Linked DNA regions of Mus musculus: all the other regions are linked to region 2. Evidence: chromatin contacts called from public promoter capture Hi-C data. All regions are on one chromosome and are shown on one strand. Each heading gives the region's core, a stretch centred on a gene start, on an enhancer-like site or on the middle of the called end of the contact. The rest is flanking DNA. Distances are from core to core; before and after follow the strand shown.

Evidence for each region. Promoter capture Hi-C pulls out the DNA fragments that hold promoters and counts their contacts.
Region 1: a contact with region 2 is called in a promoter capture Hi-C map of hematopoietic stem and progenitor cells, with 2.9 times the contacts expected there. The contact joins the promoter of Ccdc38 here to the enhancer-like site in region 2. A contact is called at or near these places in 9 of 39 promoter capture datasets (the HPC-7 cell line, cranial neural crest, embryonic stem cells and 6 more), 8 of 115 datasets of contacts at active chromatin or transcription factors (astrocytes, embryonic basal ganglia, embryonic forebrain and 4 more) and 4 of 9 other capture datasets (adipose tissue, liver, macrophages and 1 more).
Region 3: a promoter capture Hi-C map of liver shows a contact between it and region 2. The contact joins the promoter of Hal here to the enhancer-like site in region 2. A contact is called at or near these places in 8 of 39 promoter capture datasets (the 3T3-L1 cell line, the C10 cell line, cranial neural crest and 5 more), 1 of 484 Hi-C or Micro-C datasets (bone marrow-derived macrophages), 2 of 115 datasets of contacts at active chromatin or transcription factors (memory CD8 T cells and pancreatic cancer cells) and 3 of 9 other capture datasets (adipose tissue, liver and macrophages).

Annotation. Positions count from the first base shown.
Region 1 is chr10:93,538,547-93,542,253 of GRCm38.p6, forward strand. Ccdc38 (coiled-coil domain containing 38) reads left to right here and starts at 2,086. Exons shown (of 16, transcript NM_175488.6): 1 at 2,086-2,263. Amdhd1 (amidohydrolase domain containing 1) reads right to left here and starts at 1,487. Exons shown (of 9, transcript NM_027908.1): 1 at 1,288-1,487. The coding sequence starts at 1,424.
Region 2 is chr10:93,093,029-93,096,628 of GRCm38.p6, forward strand. Gm32468 (predicted gene, 32468) reads left to right here. Exons shown (of 3, transcript NR_168584.1): 3 at 9-498. Among named protein-coding and RNA genes, the nearest start is that of Gm32468, 11 kb to the left of the region's middle. Within about 2 kb of position 2,068, at least 96 of the 459 cell types and tissues checked have an H3K27ac peak or open chromatin away from gene starts, as enhancers often do. A contact at or near this core is called in the HPC-7 cell line, adipose tissue, bone marrow-derived macrophages and 6 more, where this site is marked.
Region 3 is chr10:93,486,285-93,490,111 of GRCm38.p6, forward strand. Hal (histidine ammonia lyase) reads left to right here and starts at 2,484. Exons shown (of 20, transcript NM_010401.4): 1 at 2,484-3,093; 2 at 3,590-3,650; 3 at 3,756-3,783. The coding sequence starts at 2,847.

The DNA.
Region 1 (3,707 bases), core at 836-3,335, 450 kb after region 2:
GAGATCTCTGATGGCCTCAGCCTGTGTGGGATGACTCTGGGGGTGTGGGGTTCTCTTCAGGACCACATTAACCACACAGCTGTCCACCTTCTAAGAATGTGGGCTGTCATTCAGTGGTGGGTTTTGGAGTCATGTTTGAACAAAGTGCACATCCAGTAACATAATTACTCAAGGAAGCTAGAAACCACCTTCCAAAGGTGTTAGGAGTTTTGGCCCTTTAGAAACTATTAACATGGAATAGTGAGGCTTTACTGTTTACTACTAAGTGGGAAAAAGAATAAACTACAAAATAATACACATTCATTCCTTCTCTTTAAAAGGTGTGAGTGTTGACACATTTTTATTTACTTTAGAAAACAACCCCAAAGCAAAGCGCCTGTGTGTTAACCTTAGTTCCCTGATGCAGGGCTTGAGTGATTTTGCGGGTCAGCCGTAGGTTTGTTTGTTTTACGACATGGTCTCACTTGGCTGCCCTGGAATTACGTAGAGCAAGCTGACTTTGAATAGTCTACCCCTGCCTCCAGAGTGCTGGTATTAAAGACATGGCCACTATGCTGGACTACATAATGCACACCACAGGTGCTTTTTGAGGGGGGAAAAAAGATGTAATGTTAGTTTTATTTAAAAGTATTTTTTTAAAGAGGGGCATGTCTTTGATCCCAGCATTCGGGAAGCAGAGATGAGTGGAACTCTGTGAGTGAATTCGAGGCCAGTCTGGTCTACAAGAGTCCAGGACAGCCAGGGCTACACAGAGAAACCCTGTCCTTTTTTCTTTTTCTTTTCTTTCTTTCTTTCTTTCTTTCTTTCTTTCTTTCTTTCTTTCTTTCTTTCTTTCTTTCTTTCTTTCTTTCTTTCTTCCTTCCTTCCTTCCTTCCTTCCTTCCTTCCTTTCCTTCCTTCCTTCCTTCCTTCCTTCCTTCCTTCCTTCCTTCCTTCTTTCCTTTCTTTTCTTTCTTTCTTTTTTTAAGTTCTTGATTGTTTTTTGAAACAGGATCTCACATGCAAACTCTACATACAGTCAAGGATGGCCTTAGACTACAGACCTCACCTTCTGCCTCTTGGGTGCTGGGACTGCACACCTGGATCAATATCCGGGATTTTAGAGCAAAAAAGAGTCTACAGACTCTTCTGGAAACAACAAAGCAAACCCACCAGCCAGTACTTTAGAAGCTATAATGGGATCAATGATCAATGATCATAATGAAAGATGCCCTGAAGGTGTTTTGTTGGAGAAAGAGCTTTCGCTCCGGAACCCCATCTCGCCTGTCCCCAGCTACTGGCTACTCACGTGCCCACCACCACGCTGGCGCCCTCCAGCACCGCCAGGCTGCGCAGCGCAGACCCGGTCAGGAAGCGCTCGCCGCGGGCACACACCAGCACCACTTGCTGTGCGTTCTCCAGCAGGAGGCGGTGGCTGCTCGTCATTGTCGCTCTAGCCGCTGGCGGGCTGCGGAGGACAGGAGAGCCTGCGAGCTGTGGCTCCCGGGCAGGGCGGGGCGGGGCTGGGCAGCGTGGGGCGGGAGCTGGCCAGCAGCCAGTGACCGGGACAGGAGCAGTGCCAACCAGAGCGCCTGGAATAAAGTTGGAATAAACTTTATTGTGGACGCCAGTCTTTTCAGGTCTCCTTTCCAGGTTTGGAGTAAAGGAGGTGATGGTTATATCACCCCCTCCCCAACCCCTAACTTCTGGATTAAAAACAAAACAAAACTGAAATTTAGCCACCACCGGAAGTGATCAAGTTGGGCGAGGTAGATGCGGTGCAGTGGCCAAGTGAAGTGTTGTTGGGAAGGGCTCACACAGAGACGTCAGTGGTGTGTGTGTGTGTGTGTGTTACAGTGACAGAAACAGAGGCAGACACAGTGGGGTGTGTGTATGCGTGTGGTGTGAGTGTGCATGGTGTGTGTGTGTGTGTGTATGTATGTATGTGTGTGTGTTAGACACAGTGACAGAAACAGAGACAAAAACACACTGTGCCCTGGGAGCTGGAACTTGAACCTAGCAAACTTGCGCTGACAGGCGACAGGGGCACGGGGCAGAGGCTCACGGTGTCCGCGTGACCCTCCTAGCCTGGCTGCGGGTGCCACGCGTGTTCGGTTGGCCAGATCGGCGCTTGGGCCTGGTAGTAAGCGGTTCCCAGGATGAAGGGAGCCTGGAGCAGGGAAGGATGAAGCTGAGACACAGAGTATCAGTTTGGTGCCTCTGTCTGCTTTGTCCCGACCGCCTTCTTGAAGGATAGGTCTCAACAGTGATCCAGACTTGTTGAGGTAAAACCAGATTTGACCCGGGTGTCTGACACTCCCCCCCTCCTCCCGAGTGTGGTGGCTTTCACACACACCACTGCACTCAAGGTTGTAGACAGACAGTATCCAGATTGTTTAAAGAACTGGCAGGCAGGATTTGTAAAGAATACATACACACACACACACACACACACACACACACACACACACACACACATACACATATACACACACACATAAATTTTTTGAGATTACAATGACATCATTTCCTGATTTCCTCTTAAACCACCCTTGTTCTCTTTCAAATTCAAGACCTTTTCTATGGTGTGTGTGTGTCCCTAAATACATAAATACAGCCCACTTGGTCTGTATAATGCTATTTGTACATATGTGGTTTTAGGGCTTCCCCCCCCCTTGGTCTTTTTTCTCTTGTTGAGATAAGTCTCACTGTGTAGCCCTGGCTGTTCTGGAGCCCTTTATGTAGATCAGGATAGCCTTTTAATTCAGATCTCTCTCTCTCTCTCTCTCTCTCTCTCTCTCTCTCTCTCTCTCTCCCTGGTTCCCCACCCCCACTCACACACACACACACACACACACACACACACACTGCACATCAGTGCTGAGACTAAAGACTATATCACCCTTAAGTTATTTAGTTTCTATGGTATGTTTCCTAAAAAGATAAGAGATTTTCTTCCCTTGCCCAGGCCAACAAATACTACAAGAGATGGGGGTGGCAGGGTCAAGGACTGAAAACAATACCATAAAAGCAGGCTTACTCTGCAAATCACAAAGATAATTTTGGGTCACCTTATAGCCATTAATAAAACAGACAGTAAAAATAGCTTCCGACAGACTAGAAGCAAATGTCCTTTAGGTCCACACCATGTTCTATAAGAAAATAGAGATGGGGTAGAAAAAAACAAAACAAAAACAAAAGAAGGAAGTTATAAAATAATGTGAGTGAAAACCTCAACAGCTGCTCACAAAGCAGAAACACAACCACAAATGTCTGTGTACTGCCAAGAGAGAGAGAGAGAGAGAGAGAGAGAGAGAGAGAGAGAGAGATTAACCAGGGGTGGTAATAGAGCTATGTGAGTTTCAGTCTAGCCTGGTCTACACAGTGACTCACTGTCAAAGAAAAAAATTAAAAGAAGAAAGGGGGTGGGGTGTAGAAATGGCAGAGGGTAGAAACAGAGTCACTTATGGTTAGAGAATTTTTATACTCTAAAATTTTAGCTAACCTGTTAACTTTTGGCAGGCAAAGGTAATTGCAGGGATAAAAGATGGGTTCACACTGGGGTTCAACAAATGCCTACTTCTGTTAGTTCTCCCCTGACCTGTTCTCAGGAAATCAATTGAAAATTTCCCCGAGGCACGGTTGTCTTCGCCTTATATAGCCACGCTTGCTTGTAGTTTGTGGATTTGTTTGACCTTCAGATAAAACGTGGGTCACTCGGGCTAATAC
Region 2 (3,600 bases), core at 818-3,317:
TTCTCTAGACCACACCCAGATGATCACCAGAACTATAGCAGGAGAATAAAAGATACGGGCTCATGGAACCAAAGACAGAGTGACCAACTCCGCACCTGAGTGGCATGAAGACCCTAAAACCTTCAGTTAGTCCTCTGTGACTCGACTTTCTTGTCTGTAAGCTGTGGGTAACAAGAAATCCACCAGAGAGGTGGATCTCAATTACTTCTCTACTGCTGTGATGAAACACCATGACCAAAGCAACCTGACGGGAAAGGGTTCACTTGGCTTACACGTCCATCCCATAGTCAGTCACTGGAAGGAGTCAGGGCAGGAACCTGGAGGCAGGAGCTGATGCAGAGGCCACGGAAGGATGCTGCTTACTGTCTTGCTCACATGGCTCACTTAGCCTGCTTTCTTCTATAACTCAGGACCACCACCCCAGGGATGGCTCCACCCACCATGGGATGTGAAACTCCCAAACCCTTTAGTTAATTAATAAAATACTTAACAGCTGAATTTTTTAAATTTTATTTATGTATTATTTATATGAGTATACTGTTGCTGTCCTCGGACACACCAGAAGAGGGCATCAGACCCCATTACAGATGGTTGTGAACCACCATGTGGTTGCTAGGAATTGAACTCAGGACCTTTGAACGAGCAGCTGCAGCTGTTAACCACTAGCCCAGAGTTCCAAAGTCCTTCTGAAATCCTCCAAAACACATGGTCAAGTTTGTCACAGCAATGCCTCAGAATCTTGCAACCGATTTATCTTATTTACTTTTCTACTCCTGAGATGAAGCACCAGGACCAAAAGCAACTTGGGAAGGAAAGGGTGGGGAAGTCTTACAGCTCCGAGAGGAAAGGTATCCATCCAGGCAGTTGGGAGCCAAGGAATGCCATAAAGTCACACTACTAAAGAGGAGAAGCAGCAAAGAACAGAGCAGGAGGCAAACTTTATATAGGATTTCTTGAGGGGCAGATCTTTCCATGGTGGCCTGGGATTGGTGTGATTCTGTGGCCTTATTTTTTTCCCCTCTATAGTGTGGAGCTTGGGCAATTGCATCTCAGGGGGTTGGAAACAGGCTTTAGAGCAGTTAGAGTCGTCTTGGGGATGGGGTCTGGCCACTTGCATGCCTCTACGGGCTTACGAAGGGTTTATTTGGCTTCTACTTCTAATCATAGTCCAACACTGAAAGATATAATTGGCAGGAATTCAAAACAGGCTGGAATCTGGAGGTAGGAGCTGATGCAACGTTCATGGAAGAAGACTGCTTACTGGTTTGCTCATTATGGTTCGCTCAGCCTGCTTTCTTACTAGGACCACCAACCAGCCCAGAGATGGCACCACCCACAATGGGCTGAGCACGCCTCAATAAATCACCAATCGTTAATTAAGAAAACACCCTACAGCCAAATCTAATGGAGTCATTTTCTCAATTGAGATTTCCAGGTTTTTGTTTTGGGTTTTGGTTTTTGTTTTTGTTTTTCTTTTTGTTTTTTTTTTGTTTTGTTTTGTTGTTTTTTCCTTTTTCTTTTTCAGATGACTCTAGCTTGTGTCAACTTGACCTAAGACATAGCCAGCACAAGTTGGATGCAAGAATTAAGTTAACTGAAACAACTGGACTACATAAAGGGGTGTTTGGCACAAAGCAAGCACTAAATAAGAAAGAGAACAGGAAAATGAAAACAAACTGGGTGTGGTTGTGCACACCTGTAATCTCGGCACGAGGAAAGCTGAGATGTGATGACTCCCAGGCTAGCCTGGGCTACACATAAAACCCTATAGAAGGAGGGAAGGGGATGAAAGAGTGAAAAGGCAGAGAGTTGGGGGCAGCAGGGAGATGGGGAAGAAAAGCAGTTTCAAAATAAATAACAAGCTTAGGTTAACCCTTTCATGACTTTGAAACTTTCCCCATGATCCAGACAATCTCCAAGCTTTATATCTCAGACTTCTGGTTGTCACAAATCTACATCTCCTGTGTGTTTAAAGGACAAATAAAGACTGACACTACACTATCCAAACCCAGTCACACCTTTACCTCCTGGGGCCTCCCAGTGGCTGGAAGTACAAGGCCACAGACATTGCACTCTCCAGAATTGTTTGGCATCTGTGGAACCCCAGCCAAGTTACACACCGCTCTGTGCCTGAGCTTACTCATCAGAGAAAGGGACGGCGGCGATTAGACACAAGCCTGCTTGCCTCCAGGTCCTCCGCCCATCTCCCTGAGTTTCCTGTTGTCACTAATGAGAACTGCAGAGAAATTTAAGTGGTTGTTTGTTTGTTTGTTTGTTTTAAATAGAGAAGTGGTGTTCTCTTCCTGTTCACAAGAACCTTGGGCAGTACTTCCTTAGCCCAGCCTCCCCTGTGACACCGGACACTGCCATATTGGGCAAACCCTTTGCATTTCAGCTTTGAGAGTGTGACTCACGGTTCCTTTTGTTTCTCTGGCATGTTAACATCCTGGATGAATAGGCCACCTCACTGTCTTCTAGTTAGCTTTATAACCCTCAATTATGCATCAAATTCCTTTTCTGATACTTAAGATACCTTATTGATATCTTAGTGCTCTCTCTCTCTCTCTCTCTCTGCCTCTGTGTGTGTGTGTGTGTGTGTGTGTGTGTGTGTGTGTGTGTGTGTGTGTGTGTGTGTGTGTGATCTCAAATGTGAAATGGCTGGGATTGGTGGTCACACCTGTGACCTTGGTTCTTGGGAGGTAGAGACAGAAAGCCAGGGAGTTAAAGAGCATCCCCAACTGCATAGCAAGTTCAAGGCTAGCCTGGGCTACATGAAACAAACAAACAAACAAATACTGGGAAAATGTATAGATGGCAAGTTAGGACCCAAAGCACAGCCTCATATAGACTAGACGGAATTCTAAAGGCCCACCAATGAGAACAAACAGAAAGAAAGAAAAACCACTCCTGTCTAAAAAAGGAACTATTTAAGGGCATATTAGCAAGATTATAAATACACAGAAGGAAGCCAGTCTACTCCATGTGACACCAGAGAAGCAGCTATAACTCTCATGTTCAACCCCACCAGTAAAGGCCAAATGAGAACCTGGGCTCCCTGCCCCCAAACCAGGACATGTCCGGTACTGTGGCAGTAGTTAGTTAACCCACTCTGTGCTCCAGACGGGTTGCAAATGTACCCGTCCAAGAGCTGTCTGGATTCATGAATGAAAGACACACACACACAACCACACACACACACCACTTAATTTTAAATATATGCTGCCTTGACTAGTTCAAAGGTTGGGCAATTCTACTCTCCACCCCCACCCCCAACCCCAACCCCCTCACCCCCACCCCTCTGGCTAACTAGCACACATTTCCCTCTGGCACTCCTGGCTTAACGCCCTCTAATTCTATATTTTATCTTTGTTGCCCTGGCTCCTTCTGGGTGGCTTCCTAGTCTTTGCTGCCCAAGACGTTTCTGGGCAGCCCTTCGTGGGACCACATTCCTTCTCACCTACGTTTGGGGTAATTTTCCTTCTGCAGCTCTAAATCTGGTTTCCCTCCGAATCTTGGTGATCCTCCTTCCTCTCTTCAAAGCATTAGAACAAATTCCTACCACAGTTCCTAACCGGCCTCCACATAGGACTTAGTGAGGAA
Region 3 (3,827 bases), core at 1,234-3,733, 390 kb after region 2:
CCCAGAGCACACGGCATGTGGAGACCCATTGATTGAATTTGAACCAAATAAAAGACAGGCCTAAGAGAGTACCCTGCAGCTCGGGGCATTTCCACGTGCAACCTGTGGGGGGGGGGGGGCAGGGGGGGCGGGACATTGGCAGTCAGAGCAGAAGGATGTTATTTAAGGGTCACAGAGGGTCTGCAACACGGAGACATCGGTGCTTCTGTCTCGTGTGTTTCTCTTACTCTTAATGTGCACTCTGAACCCAGCTCACCCTGGGTTACACATAGAACGACAATCACAGTTCCAAGTTCTCCACTGAGCCCACTCCTGGTCAAATAAACTCTAGCTAAGGGGAGTGTTGTTTTAGAGTATAAGCTTTGGGTGTGTGTCATCACTGGGTACCCCCTAAAAATGTAAAGATTAAGAACACCCCGAAGATGGTTCCTGTCCAATCCTTGAATCCAGTTGTGTTCTTTGGTGGACTTATCCATGCTACAGCATAATCCCGTTTCCCAGCACATGGCTCTCACTTGCATTTCTTCCCTGGAAAGGTTAGAGGGCGCCAGAGACACACCCTGCTACTGGTTTTCCTAGGACCAAGGATGCATTCTCACTGGCTCAAGTTCAGCTAATTCACATGCACTGAGTTGTCTCTGTGTCAGATCAAGTGCACAGGATCACCCGAGGAACTAAAAGAACAGAAGTGTATAAATGGTGAAAAAGATGGGCATGCTAACATAGCCTGGCAAAGAATTCCACCGAACCCAGATTAAGGGTGACTTACACATAAGGTGAACAGAGACAACAGCTCTGGAGTTATCTGACACGCAAAGGAGACCAGAGAGTGTGAAGAGAAAAAAAATGAGAAGTCAGCCACATGATATTTGAGGTTTGTGTAGAATCTTCACATGGCTAGGAGGAACTGATTGCCCGGTACTGATATCATGGAATCACTCAAAAGCTGGGTCTACCTGGGATGTCAGCAAGAGCACCCGATAGTTTGGGTGACCTTTCAACCTGAGGGGTAGTGGGACATCTCAGCCTTGGCGCATCTGTTCATCTCCAGACATCAACATCTGAACAGGTATTCAGACAGGACTTGGTGGTGAATGAATGAATAAATGAAGGTGGTTCACATCTGAGGGCCACAGTTTTCCCAGAGTTGTAAAAGATGAAGCCCGTATCTGGGAATGAGCTGCAAGTTGAGGAGAGAGGGAAGACTTGGAGCGTTCCCTCTGGGGGGGGCATGAGTCAAAGGGTGGTGCCATCACCCCCACGGTCATAGGACTTGTTACATCAGTCTGCTGGGGTAAGCAGGTGACAGTCCAGAGTAAGGACTCAGGGTATGGGTTTCATCCCAAATTACACACATAATAGATTCTGGCTTCCCAAGGACCTTGAAGCTGTTTAAGCATAGCCACATAAGCAACTAGGATAGCTTCCTAAGCGGTGGGGTTCAGGAGGAGAAGAAAGGGTTAACCGGAGGTCAGGTCCGTGGGCAGAGATGAGCTAAGTAAGGTGGAAGGCCATGTCCTGGAGGTGGAATACTGAACTGAAGCTAACTTCTGTCTTGATAGCAAATCGAGATGTTGCCAAATTGCAGGGCACAGTCGGGGTGTGGTTGTCTGATGAATACATTTCGATAGACTGATGGTAAGACACTGGATGTGGATCTGGGTGTCTATCTACAGAGCAACTGTTCTAATGAAGTAGAAGGCAGGTCAGGGTTTCTGATTATTCAATCAAATTTCTCAGAACTGACATACTACTAAAGCGCACACAATTCTTTGAATCTCTTGGGCTATCAGTGTTCCTTAACACAGGTGGGGCAAAATTAGGTGGGGGGGGGTGCAGGGGAAGCGGTTTGGGGCAGGGAAGAAGCTTAGCTGAACTAGGGATATCCAGGGGGCAAAGATAAGGAATATTCACACACACACACACACACTCTTGAGGGCATGTGGAGTGTTAAAGTCCAAGTCCTGGTGAGAGTAATTGGGAGTCTCCCCATCCAGCAGGCACGGACCTCAGGGTTGACACACACTAATTGACTTTGTCCTTCCAGCTGCCCGTGGGGATATTCGTTTCATAGACGAGTAAAGCTGAATCCCAGGGGACTCAAATGACTGCGAGTCACACAGCCAGGATTTATCCCAGGTAGATGCCGCGAATCACGGCATTAGAGAATTTGCCTTTGGCTTAGGAAACGGGAAGATCACTCACTCACCCCAGGGTAGTGAGCTGAGGGCCTCCAAGCTACGGTGATTCATGTGTCTAAACACAACCTTTTCAGAACTGCTTTCTTTGATGGAGCAATGGCTTTGGTAGCACTGGGCACTGGCAGGGAGGCGTTGCTCAACGCGTGTTTGTGGAATAAATAAATGAATGGGGATTGCTACACTCTGGGTGTCACAATTGACCGAGAGGATGCGTTTTACCAATTGAGTAATTCCCTAAAGAGGGGAACATGGTGTTTATAAGCAGCTTTCAAGGCAGACTCAGAAAGGGAGAGAGAGAACGGGGAACCCTGGTCAGAAGGACTTCCAGGGTCAGAGAACTACAAGGTTACATTAAAAGTGGGCTCAGCTACCCATATCCCTGTCTCCTGCACCTAGTTCAGCATCCAGAAAGGCCAAAGGAACACCAGAGACCGCAATCAATATTTGTTTAAAGTGTGAATGGCTAAAGGCAAGGGAAGGGGTGTGTTCTGAAAGTCCACTCTCAGTCTCACTGCCAACCACACCCCAGCAGACACTCCCCTCCCTGGTAAAGGATAAAGGCTCTCCCCAGTCGAGGACTGTAGGAAAGGAGCCAGCCCTTGGTTACAGTGGCCTGCTGCTCAGAAGGGCTATAGCATCTGAGCCATGCCTAGGTACACAGTGCACGTGCGTGGGGAATGGCTGGCGGTGCCCTGTCAGGATGGGAAGCTCACTGTTGGCTGGCTGGGCCGTGAGGCTGTGCGACGCTACATGAAGAACAAACCGGACAATGGTGGCTTCACTTCGGTGGATGAAGTGCAATTCCTTGTGCATCGGTGCAAGGGCCTGGGCCTGCTGGACAATGAGGACGAGCTGGAGGTGGCCTTAGAGGACAATGAGTTCGTAGAAGTGGGTGAGTGGCCCTCAGGGGAACAGAGCCTTGGCATGTCCTGGAGGAAGTCACCCCCGTGTCAGGGAACACGGCAAGAAAAAAAGACTTGAGTACTTGCCCTGGGGGAGCCTCAAGCCTTGCTTTATCATCCACCTCCCCCTGCCCCCAGCCTGCAATAGATGGAGAGAGGCAGGCCACAGTGACAGTCTGGACTTGAACCCAAGGCTGCAGGTTAGAGTCCCTTGCAATGACAGAATCCTTCTGTAAGGGACTGCCAGAGTAGAAACAGAAGCAGGCTAGAACCAATCTTCCACGTACATCCCCCTGCTACCTTTCTGCTTTTTGCTTTCCTGTGTAAAGACGCTAAGACCGTGTGAAAATGTAGGATGTCACGGTCCAGCAGCCGTTGCTATGAAACACAAGCTCAGTGCATGGAGGGGTCATTCCTGGGTCTGACACCTGCCCTGATGTGACACCCTGTGACCTGCTAGGCCCCTCTCTCCCCTTCTTGTTTCAGTGATTGAAGGTGATGTGATGTCTCCTGATTTCATTCCGTCGCAGCCAGAAGGAGTTTTCCTGTATCCTTTGTGCATCCCCTTTGGTCAGCCCTGCGGTGGCTGGTCCTGACACGGTGGGGCTGGGGCTGTTCCACATTGCTAGTCTGCTCCTTTACCTGGCTTTAGATACAGCAAATACCGGGAGCCTGAAAAAGTAAGCTATTTTCCTTTTTGTGGGGAATATAAAACTCTGTCATG